Linked DNA regions of Anas platyrhynchos: region 1 is linked to region 2. A link is a contact called in public Hi-C data. All regions are on one chromosome and are shown on one strand. The core of a region is the stretch at or near the end of the contact, and the rest is flanking DNA. Distances in the headings are between cores, read along the strand shown. Region 1 overlaps KIAA0232 (KIAA0232 ortholog). Region 2 overlaps S100P (S100 calcium binding protein P).

Region 1 (5,816 bases), core at 2,514-5,013, 48 kb before region 2:
ATAAGTCAGCATCCCTTTCTGATCTCTTTCACACTGTCTCGTTAATACAGCCTCCATCCTCACAATGGTCACAGCTAACCTGAACACAGACATGACAGTGCAGCTTTAGGAACTAGTGCAGCGCTTGTTACTTTGACCACCAAGTTGGAAAGAATTCTCCATTTTCAGCTGTAAAACATGATGGAGGGACATGCCTTGCAATGACAATTATTAAATAAAAATCTACACATATCTACCAATAGTTTGTGAAAACTGTATTGATTACTTACAAATGCCAAAGTCAAAAATACACGATGAAATGCTTTCAAAAGAATTTCTCCTTACTCCACTAACTAGCACATCTTCCTTTTAAGTAGCCTTCAGTTTTTGTGACACCAATCAATGACCTTCACAAGGTCAGTGACAGCCAGCCTATGAAGTGTCCTGTGCAGGAAAGAGACTGCAATATTGTGTAAATAAACACTGACTTCACCACTTCGACTACTTTAGAATAGATTCTCTTCCTCAAAACTTGACTCAGTGTGATAACCACTAAACGTTCCTTGAACCCAAAAAACAAACAGCTGTAGACAGTCACCCAGTTTTAGTATGCTTACACGTAGTTACAGCAAAGGCAACAGCTCGAAGTGTTCTGTAGGAAAAAAAAACACAGGAGGAGGACCAATGGTATGGAAATTGAAGCTGAACGCTCCACGCCAGTCCCTATGGTGCTGTCTTTTATGGTAAATAGTCTTTTTTGAAGACAAAAATCTTAGTCTTCCTTGTAAGCAAAATGGGATGTAGCTATTGCTGTGACAAATGCATAAAAATAATTCAGAGCATCTTGAGCCACAAAAATACCTTTGTGACAGTTGTGTCTACAGATAAGTTTTATACTGCAAAATTACACTAAGATTACTAAAGAGTACAATAAAATAAAGATGTAATTAAATCACTCTTCATTTAAACTGACGCAGGCCCACCCAGAAAGTGCTAGCATCCCAACAGAAAGAGCAAACTCTACAAAATCACGCCAGGTGAGACATTTCCACACCTTCACCAACTTTTTTCTCCATCATTCCCTTTTGTACAAAAAGCAGTTATTTTACAGAACTTAAGAGGGAAAGTTGGTTCTTTTTTCCCCCCAATCGTTTTTAATCTTGGAAAACAGTGAACAAAGCCAAACCACAAAACCCACTGAATTAATCTAAGGTTGCCTCATCTGTATTTTATCAGCACCAAGAGGCCCCTGAAAATTACACATTTATATGGAAAGGTTCTGAACAAACACCTTTAAATGAAAAAAGTAAATAGACTTCATGCTTTAACAAGCCTTCCTAAAGATATACCTAATATCAAGACTTAAAGGAGCAGAAAATATTGGAATAGAAAAAAAAAAGTGCCTTATTACTGTCCTTTCAGTAAACTAAAGGACAAGACTGCTTCTTGTAGATCATAAAAATATAACTTAAAATGAGGCAAACCATTTGCAGAGTTAAGTTCACAATACCAGGGTCCATACCCAACTGGAAAAAAATAATAGGATCTACAATAGGATCTATTTCTTTGCACAATCTGCAAATAAAGACTCTCAGGCAACAAAGCTTTCTTACACACTGCTGTGCACCTTCTACAGAGAAGTCAGCCTCTTAGATAAAGCTACAGATGCCACCTTCCTCCCTCCCTCCACTCCCAGGAGGGATAACCATCACACCTGGGCCTCCAGAGCTTCATTCTGGATGTTCACAATTAGACTAAACCTTGTCACACAGTAGTTGTCCTAAGGGTTGTTTACACAAAATTTCCTCTAATAATTGGTGAAATGTGCCAGCACATGCCATAGTTTACAATTAAAAGCTCTCGTTTTTGAAAGTTGGGTTTGCTTTGCTTCCATCTCTGACAACGTATGACAATTTTTCAAGGAATGAAAAAGCTATTACAGAATTCTTTCTTTAAATGTGAGTATCAAAGTCCACACTTGTTAAGCTGAACATACATTTTAGCAGTACTTTTCCCCAGAATAGTTTTATTAAAAGCCAGCAAACAATCCTTCCTCTCCCTGACAACTACACGTGGGTAAATCTGCAAATCCTAATTAGTATAAATTGAAAGTGAAAATTTTATCATGTGTGGTCAATAACATTCAAAGTTATGAATTCACCTTAGTAACTTTCAATCCCCCTCTAGAAGACTGACCATCAAAAGTACCGTCCCATCATATGATGGTAACAGAAGTCCACATTTTCTCTGACGTATTATGGAGGAATCATCAATTTTACCGTCATTTGTTTTGTTTCTTTCAGTGAAAAATCTCAACAAATCCTTAATATGCAAGCCAAACAGTCACACACAGGGGAAAGCACTGTCAAAGCCCAGAAACAAAGCCTATTTAAAAATCCAGTGAACAATGGAATCTGTGTCCTTAATGAATTTCACATGGCATTTAAAAGACATGTGAATCCAGAAGAAGCTGTTATTTTTTAATCACATTCTTTGTGAATCTAAGAAATTTGGCTGTGTTGTCTTCAGAGCAAGGACAGCCTTTTTTTGTGTTGGCGACGGTTGATGTTATTGTACAACAAATAGAGCAGGGACTCAATTCATGACTAAGGCTCTGAAACACTATCGTAAACCAAAAAAATTGATAATGCTTGTGCTGGAAACTAACCTCTCCCTCCATCCCATTTCAGACAATTTCTGCCACAAAGCTTCAGAAGCCTTGTGTCACAATAAGCACAGATTAAAACACCCAAGTGGAATGAAAGCAAGGAGTGCTAAAGTAGTCGCAGACATACACACAGCTCTTTTAGATATTTAGGATTAACTTTTATATATATACTGAGAAATGCACGAGTGGTACAATTTTGTTTTCACAATGGATATAGGTTCTAGAGTACCTCAGTCATATCAGAGAAGCACACACGGGACAGAAACCAGTGAGTGGCTGTCACTGCAAGATTTTTTTTCCTTGAATAATCTGCTCACCTATTTTCATAACGCTTATCCAAATGAAAATCTGAAGCTGCTAATCCTGTGTAAATGCTTAATGGAATTACTCAAAGAATTCATGAGTTACCACATAAGCCTCATTTTCTTAGCGAAGAGAAAGAACGCAGATATAACCAAGATGACACAAAGGAAGGCACGAGCACCGTTCTGTAGGATTTTGCACTGGGACCTGTGTTGCTTAATAAATTCATAAATGACCTGGAAGATGGGGTAAGTGACATAGAGAAGAATTTAGCAAGTTACAGCAAGCTAGCAGGGACTATGAGCACAGAGCAACTGAAAAACTGCAGGACTTTATGAAACTGAGCAACTCGGCAATAAAAATCAAACAAAATTCCACGTAGATAAACTTGAAGGGAGACCAGGCAGGAATAAAACCCTCGTGCTACTACTAATAAGCTCCTTATACAAAACAGTGAGCTTTGAGCTCACTGCTCACCGCAGAAACAAGCTCCTAAGTAGTATGTTGGAAATTTCATGAAACCAGAAACGAGGAGCCAGCAGCAGTTGAAAGACCAAACCACATTACAAAACCAAAGCCATCTCTGGCACCACATTCACGTTTTGCCCACTCGCTGTACGCTGCTGCAATGGATGCACCTTTAAATTATCCCAACCTGTGCTTAACACACACATACATGAACGGTGAGGAGCATGGGGTAGAGATTGCACTGGCTTGGCCTGGGCTAGAATTAATTTTCTTCACGGCAGCTCGTATCCTGCTATGTTTTGGCTTTGTGACCAAACCAGCCTTGATAACTGGGGTGCTGGAGCTATTCAGAGCGGCGCTCACACCGTGTCAAGGGCTTCTCTGGCTCTCAGGCTGCACGGCCAGCAAGGAGGCTGGGCTGGGAGGGGGCAGACCCAGGACAGCCGACCCAGGTGGCTGAAGGGATGTCCCATGCCGTGTGGTGTTGCACTCAGCAGTAAAAGTTGGGGAAAAGATTTGGTGATGGGGGAACGACACAAAGACGTTGGGAGTTGGGGCATCTGTGCTCCCATGTACCCGTTACTCATGAAGGAACCCTGCTTTCCTGGCAATGGCAAAACATCTGCCTTCAGGGGGAAGCAGCGAGTTCATTCTTTCTTTTGCTTTACCCATTGAATTGCCTTATCTCAGCCCACAAGTTCTCTCCCTTTTACCCTTCTGATCCTCTTCCCCATCCTGCTGGGAAAAAGCGAGCAAGTGGCTGTGCGGTGTCAGCTAACCCACAGCAGCTCACAGAGCCTCGGTCCTGTGATATCAAAACAGCCGTGCCCTCCCTGGATAGGGACTGACTGCAAGAACTCCATACAAAACTTCACACAAGAGCTATGAGGAATTCCTTGTCAGATTCTGAGGACACAAAACATACATATTTAGATGAGCTCCAAATAAAATTGAGGAGAGGACCCTCAGAAGTTTCCAACTAGGCAAACCACACTGGGCTCAGGAAATCCCTTAAGACTGAGAACAGTGCGGGGCAGAGGTACTGTTCGGGAGAGGTATCCCAAATATTCCCCCTGTTCATTTTTCTTCTGCAACAGCTCACTTACAGATGCTGCTGCAGACAAGTACCGGATTTGACAAAGCCTTTGTCTGCACCAGTACAGTTGTTCTCATAAAACATTCATGTTCACCATAATACAAGAACACCACTCCAAAGAAAAGGAGCTGGAGGAGTTCAATTAGCTGATCCACTCGCAGAGCTGCACATTAACACACACGAACTTTGTGACAAGATGTCAGAACATCAATCCTGCCGGAGAGCAGAGCGCTAACGGAGCTGGGGGAAACAGTCACGGAGGCCTGCCGAGTCAGCCGGTGAGGCGCCTGCACAAGGTTCAGCTGCACAGCTGAGATGCCGATATTCTTGGTGAGCTATATGTAGTCTGATTCCTTGAAATGTGTAAAATAAACTGGGAGATGTACAATTCGTTAGTTTAAAAGAGGCAAGATAGAGGGAAAAGCACAACCGAGCAGCAAAGCCTATGGACGCTGCAAACAGTCACAGCACACTACGTCCATCGCGTATCAAAACTTCTTCACTTTCCAGAACTACAAGATCTGGAAGTGGCTTCACAGTCAGACTCTTTTGAAAAGGTTCCTATTATGTACAGCACACTTCTTAGAAGTGCCTTTACATGGTGAATACATAGGAAGTGGCTCTCCACTAACAGGACGTAGGGATGTAACTCATGAGCCCTATCAGTCGGCAAGTTTTGCAGAACCTCTTTCAACAGTGTCTTAATATTTTACTGAACAAATTCTATCTTCAAGACAGAGTATGGTTGTCTCAGAGCATCGCTCAGGAAACTTTCAGGAGATCAAGGCTCACTATCAAAGATGTATTAAAAAAATCCAAAAGCAGTAACTTCATTTTACAGCACATAACCAGTACATCCATTCCCATTAACTTCAGGGAGTCTGGAGCAGTTCTGACAGAGCTGACACAGCTGATAAACGAAGCAATTTCTGGTACCACACATCCATTGTGTGGCCATACCAGACAAGTTTAAGGGCAGCGAACTTGTAAACTGCTCCCCTCGCCCCTGCCAAAACTATCACATCTCCCAAAATTTCTGTATTTGTTATAAAAATGCCTTTTGACTATTAAGAACACCTTCAAATATTGATCTGCTTTAATAAACCAGAAGATGTTTGTAGATGTATGAAACTACAGGAGTGAAATACTGCCTCACTGGCCAGCCATCATTAACATTGGCACCATTTACATCATTTCAATTAGAATTTGTCCAAACGAGGTTATCCATCTATCAATACAATCCTAATAATTCTCTTCATAAAAAAAAACGTATACCGCCATGAGACAGCCTTTTTTTCCAAT
Region 2 (5,886 bases), core at 1,926-4,425:
TCCTTCTCTACTCACTTTTTATATGGAAACAGGGAGCTAAAGTGCATTTTGTAAAGGGCTTGATCTTGGCAATCTGGGTCAGGTGTTGAAGGTCCATATTGCCAGTGTGGCTTTTGCAGATATGCAGGGGGAGAGAAGTGTCTGGTTTCCAGTCCCAAACTGGGCTTACTGGAAAGACACAGTGCTTGCCTGGGTGATGCATTTTTTTTTTTTTTCTCCATGAATCCTTATTTTTCTCCATGATTATTTTGAAGGTAAAATAATGAGGAATCTTCACAGGCAAAACCACAAGGTAAGTGTCTTCAGGGTTAGGTAGCATTACGCCGATTGTATATCTTCTGTATATACACTCATTTTTAAAACTGAAAAGGCTTAACAGAACCCCACCAAATGTCAAAATGACAACTATCTATACCAGAGTATCTTAATCTCTTGAAGGTATCTTCTGTTAATGTAAATGTATATTGTTCTGTGGAAGGTAATAAAACTACCTATTTGGTAGTCTTGCCTTTATAAGCCTTGCCTAATTTGAAACTCACCACAGATGATTTCCCAAATCTTTATTTGTAATAATTTTTCTCCCAAATCTTTTATTTTCTGTTAACAAAACTAAACGAAATGTTTGCTGCCAGCAACTGTTAGCTCATATTTGCTGAGCTGCTATTTATCTTATCGTTTTCTTTCCCTTGAAGCTGCCTTATACTGTTTCTTAAATGATCTTGTCCCGCATAATACTCGGGCCTAAGAGCTAAGATTAACCTGTAGGCACAAAAACAGGTCTAGCATCTCTGCAACTCAAACTCTGAATTATAAAAGTTTATCCAGGGAAGGAAATGCATGGCACATTCTGGGTAGATTTGGAGGAAATTAATAGTACTGGGGAAGAAAATCAGTGGATTGAAAGATATTAAAGTGTCTCTACCGAAATGCTTTTAGGTTGAATAATATATTCTGAAAAGTCACTTTTGTTCTAGGCTAAGGTGGGAGCTATATGTTAATTTCTTTTATTCCTGGATCATTTTCTCTTTGAGGTGTCATCAGTTGAATTTTCAGTACTACATTGAAATGAATATTCATCACAGAGTTAGAGCTTTTGAAAGATCTGCAGGTTAAAAAAAAAAACAAAACAAAAAAACAACACACACAACAAAACACCAAAAAAATACAAATCCTTTTTGTCCCCCTCTCTGCAGCAGTGAACATGGGAGGCTCCCTCTGGTTCTCCAATCAGCCCATGGCCCTGGAGTAAGCAGGGCTCTGCAATCCCAGGGGTGCTCCTGTAGCTCTCCAGGTATCCCCACAGGTACCGCTGGTGGGACCTTGGGACCTGATGGGAGTTAAACACAAACCTAAGGGTTTACAGGATTGGGGGCTGCAGGAACAATGAAAAAAATGATATCCCACTCTCTTCCTAGCATGCTTAAGTTGGTGGCAAGAGAGAAAGCTCAGGTCCTCCCCCACAAAAGGCAGCATGCTTTAGCTCAGCACTGTGCTAACATTTAGGGTGTTTCAGAGTCTGTGGGGGTGATGGGTCAAAAAGGGTTTAGCTTTGTACTGTGGCCAAGTGGAGTAAAGCAGGCCTTCAAATGTCTTACAAGCACGGGTAAAACCTCACAAAATCAGGAAAAGGGGCAAAATGGAATTAGAGAGTGAGTGCAGTTGTGAGGCTAGCAGACACCAGAAGCAGGGAGTCTAGGAAATAAGAGTGCAATTTAGGATAAATTACAGTACTGCTCATAATGGGATACAGCTCTCACCACCGAACAGTGCGTTCTTTGAAATTAGACATAAAATGGAGTAATAAGGTGAATCTCTTGGCTGACAGGACAGCTTTTCACCTGTGTGCTCTTTAAAAGATGCATTTGAAAGGGGATCACAGTGGTGTTTTGAACTGTGCTGCGGTGATTTCCCCAGAGACCTGAGACTGGCAAGCAAGGGGCAGCACTCCTTGGGTGGCTGCAGGGTACAGCAATGCCCAGGAGGTGCAGTCTCCACAGGGCTCGGTGAAATGCCCATTGTGGACAAATTGTCCTGCTCTCCATGGGACATACAGCGATGATTCAGAGAGGAGATTGCCACGGTGCAAAGCACACCTGTGTTTTGTTTTGAGTTTTACCACCAGTTCAAATTCTGCCTCAGTTGTGATGGAGAGTTTTAGACTCAGCAGGCACTGAAATGGCTGCATGTAGTGCCACACAGTGGTAACAAACCATAATTTCTGTGAGGATGGATGTGAAGCAATGCAGAGGAAACCTTTTAGATACTAATGCTAAATGATAAAAGGATAAATACATTTTTTAAAATAAAGTAACGAACACAACTGAATTTCCTCAGCTGAGGATGGTTTATATAGCTGGCTACCCAGCCATGCTATGCATGAAATTTTCCTCTGTAAATACCTCTGAATATGTAACATTCATATAATTCATAAATGATAATCAACTGCCTTCACAATGAGGAAAGTGCTTTTCTCAGGTGAGCCCTGACGAACCAGTGAGTGAGGGGATCCTGGGCTCTGCCAGCCTGGCAAGGGCTGAGCTGCACAGCACTCATCAGGTGTGGTCATACTGGATTAGAGCTGTGAAGATGCCTCAAACAAATGAAAAGATAAGGAGAAAAGGCTGATTTGGGATCCCTGGCTTGGCGAGAATTTTGTGCCTTTTCATATTTAGTAGTTGTCTTGCTTGGGTGGTGCAGAGAAATGGCCACTGCCAACAAAGCAAGCAATGGTACTCCTGCAGGTGTAATGTGTGTGATGTACTTGTCTCTGGGACCTCAGTATCCTCCCGAGTGTCATCCAGCATGACCAAAATGATGTGGGGACAGACGTCGGGCCCTTGCTCTAAATGTTGTGTTGCGTGAGCTCTGTCTGTAGCAGTGCTGGAGTGGAGACGCATTCCTGTGGTCCCTGGGGCAGGGGATGGGCACTTGAGGACCACCCCTGCACCCACTGCGGGTGGCCGCTGTGCCTGGTGTGGTGCTGGGGTGAACACCAGACACATGTGGCAAAGGGTATGAGGGGGGCAAGGGGCTCAGCGTCCTGCCAGCAGCTAGTGGGGACCAAGGGGAATCCCGGCCCTTGGATGGTGGTTACTTCATCCCACGCAGTGATGGGGAAGAGAAGGGCAGCCCCTTTCCTGAAGCAGCCAGCTGTCACATCCAGTAATATGCACTGGGATCCTGTGCCCGAGGTGTTAGGAATGAAGTTTTAGGTGGTGCTTGCACTGTTTAGTTCGTAGAGCCAACTGAGGCATGAAAGGTGGCTAGGTAAAAGGACAGCCTAAAACAGCCCAAAGTAATCCAATAGGCCCAAATTTTTCTCAGTGGGTTCCCAAAAGGATGAATACACTTCACCATATGCCCACCTCCACGTGGTTATGAATGGGTCAAACCTGTGGCTTAGCTTCAGCCTTACTCAGCATTATTTCATGGTTGGATGGGGCTTTGGGCAGCCTGGTCTGGTGGGAGGTGTCCCTGCCCATGGCAGGGGGTTTAACTGGGTTGTCTTTAAGGTCCTTTCCAACCCAAACCCTTCTGTGATTCTATGGTTGCAGTGTGCAACCCCATCTACCTTGCAACTGCACGGCAATATCACTGTACTGGTACAAGGGCCTTATCTTGTAATAGGAAATAAATCCATGCGAGCTTGGAGAGGCAGATTACTGCCCTGCCCTGGGGAGGATATTGAGCCTTTTGGCTAAGAACAGCATTTCAAAAAGCAGAGAAAGAGAGAAACTGCTCCGTACTTGTTAGTGGGACCCATTAAGCCCAGGCCCTTCCACAAAGGAGTAGATTTTAGCATTCAAGACAGGGATGTAAGCACTGGAGGATTTATTTTTACAGCCCAGCATGCTTGTAAACTGCAGCACAGTACATGGAAAGGATGACAGGATCCATAGCATTAACATATGGAGCACAGGCAAAGACAGTGTCTTGTGAGCATTTCGACAACTATTTGGCTGCTTTCTGCTCAAAATATTTATGACAGCAGCAAGTCAGAGCTGCCACAAAGATGACAAATTCTTTGAAGTCCACTTGGGAATCACCGTTTTCATCCAGATTCCTGAAGACTTCATCAGTAGCGTCCTTGTTCTTCCCTGTCTGCAAAAGAAAAGGAGTGGGCTGCAGTGGGGGGGATGCACAAAGCCCAGAAGCATCACAGGGAGCACACAGAGGTCAGGGGCTTCAGGTGGCACTGGGGACAAGTTTGTGTGTGTGCTGCTGGCATCCCCATGGAGAGGGTGCTAAAGGAAGCAGTAAGCGCATCGCCTCCTGCTAAAGGCATGCTCCTGGCTTTACTGCACCTGGGAGCAGTGGCCATGCAGCAGCACAGAGAGGCAAGTTTTCTACCTTTAAAACAGCTGTCATCATGGTTAAAGCTGTGTTGTCCACAGCCCCAAAGACATTACACAGCTGAGTTCAACCCCGTGCATTCCCCAAACCCTCCCCTGAAGGGCTCTGCCTGAGCTCATGTGCTTTGCAGCCCAGAAAAAGCCAAAATGATGTTTTCCTTGGGGCAAATGTTGGATGTAAGCTTCAAGCACTGCCATCCCGGCAAGGATGTGAACAGCCTAAGCAGTACCAGGGTGCTCCCTGGGCCCGGGCTGCGGGTACCACAGGCAAAAGTGTTAGAAAATAAACTTTATTCTTTCCAACTTGGCATCTTTCCGCCTGCCTCACCAGTCCAGTCCGTCGTGAGGATGGTAGCAAGCAAGACAATGACCAAGTAAAAAGATATATATGTATATATGGATACGTTTTGACAAATAAATAAATAAAATTTCTAGAAAACTCACAGGAGGTCTGTTTTGGCTTGAATCGCGGCACTGATCAACTCCAATTTTAGGAATAACGCAGTTTGAAAAATAAACAGGGGATGGCAGTAGAGACCCATGGAACATAGGAAACTACCGTGGGACTTTTGTAGAAGCTAAACAACCCAAAATCTGCTATTATAATCGAAAGAATATATAAAAACTTTTGGAAATGTTCAAGGAAGTGCCTGGAGGCGCTGCTTGATCACGGTCTGATTAAATATTTCATTCTGTAATTTCATGTTTCACTTTAAAAAATGTGCACCTTTAGATCCCTAAAAATTGAAGCAATTGCCCAGAGTTGATCGATGAATGTGTCTGGAAAATTCTATTTCTTTTCAATCATAAATTTTGAATTTATAAATGCATATTTAAAACTATTTAGTGAAGCACATGAACTAGTTTTTACTTCTGAATTTTACTTCTGATGTGGGAATTATCTTTTTTTCAAACTCTTTATAACCTAGTCCAACCCTTCAGTCTTATGACATGGATTTACTTTTGCTTCTGATTGACTCAAGATCTTTCCAGGCAGTTGTGAGCTCTGCTAGATGTAACTAATCCTAAAAACAGACATATTGATATAAAACAGGTGTATTTAAAGGACCCTATTTCTCAGAATATTCTTGGAAAAAAAAAAAAAGTTAGTAAAATGCAGGTAAAACAGTAACTTTTTTTTTTTCCCCTAAAATCAGATTTATATTCTCCATTGCTTTCTTGCAGTTATTAGTTTGCAAAACAAGGCATCGTTGTTTCAAATTTCTTTTTTTTTTTTTTTTTTTTTAAAGTATTTTTTTCTAATACTGGCATACTTTTTTTTTCCTTTTCTTTTATCTTTTCCTTTTTCTTTTCCTTTCCCTTTTTATTTCTTTCCCCTCTCCCTTTCCCCTTCCCTTCCCCCTCCTTTTTTTCTTTTTCTTTTTCTTTTTCTTTTTCTTTTTCTTTTTCTTTTTCTTTTTCTTTTTCTTTTTCTTTTTCTTTTTCTTTTTCTTTTTCTTTTTCTTTTTCTTTTTCTTTTTCTTTTTCTTTTTCTTTTTCTTTTTCTTTTTCTTTTTCTTTTTCTTTTTCTTTT

The links. Hi-C and Micro-C count contacts between places; a contact is called where the count stands out from the background.
Region 1: a Hi-C map of skeletal muscle shows a contact between it and region 2, with 1.7 times the contacts expected there. The contact joins two enhancer-like sites. A contact is called at or near these places in 2 of 8 Hi-C or Micro-C datasets (liver and skeletal muscle).

What each region holds. Positions count from the first base shown.
Region 1 is chr4:67,812,813-67,818,628 of IASCAAS_PekinDuck_T2T, reverse strand. The region is part of intron 1 of KIAA0232 (KIAA0232 ortholog); the gene reads right to left. Among named protein-coding and RNA genes, the nearest start is that of KIAA0232, 11 kb to the right of the region's middle. Within about 2 kb of position 3,763, at least 4 of the 8 cell types and tissues checked have an H3K27ac peak or open chromatin away from gene starts, as enhancers often do.
Region 2 is chr4:67,764,395-67,770,280 of IASCAAS_PekinDuck_T2T, reverse strand. S100P (S100 calcium binding protein P) reads right to left here. Exons shown (of 3, transcript XM_005016233.6): 3 at 3,952-4,109. The coding sequence ends at 3,952. Among named protein-coding and RNA genes, the nearest start is that of S100P, 5.4 kb to the right of the region's middle. Within about 2 kb of position 3,175, at least 2 of the 8 cell types and tissues checked have an H3K27ac peak or open chromatin away from gene starts, as enhancers often do.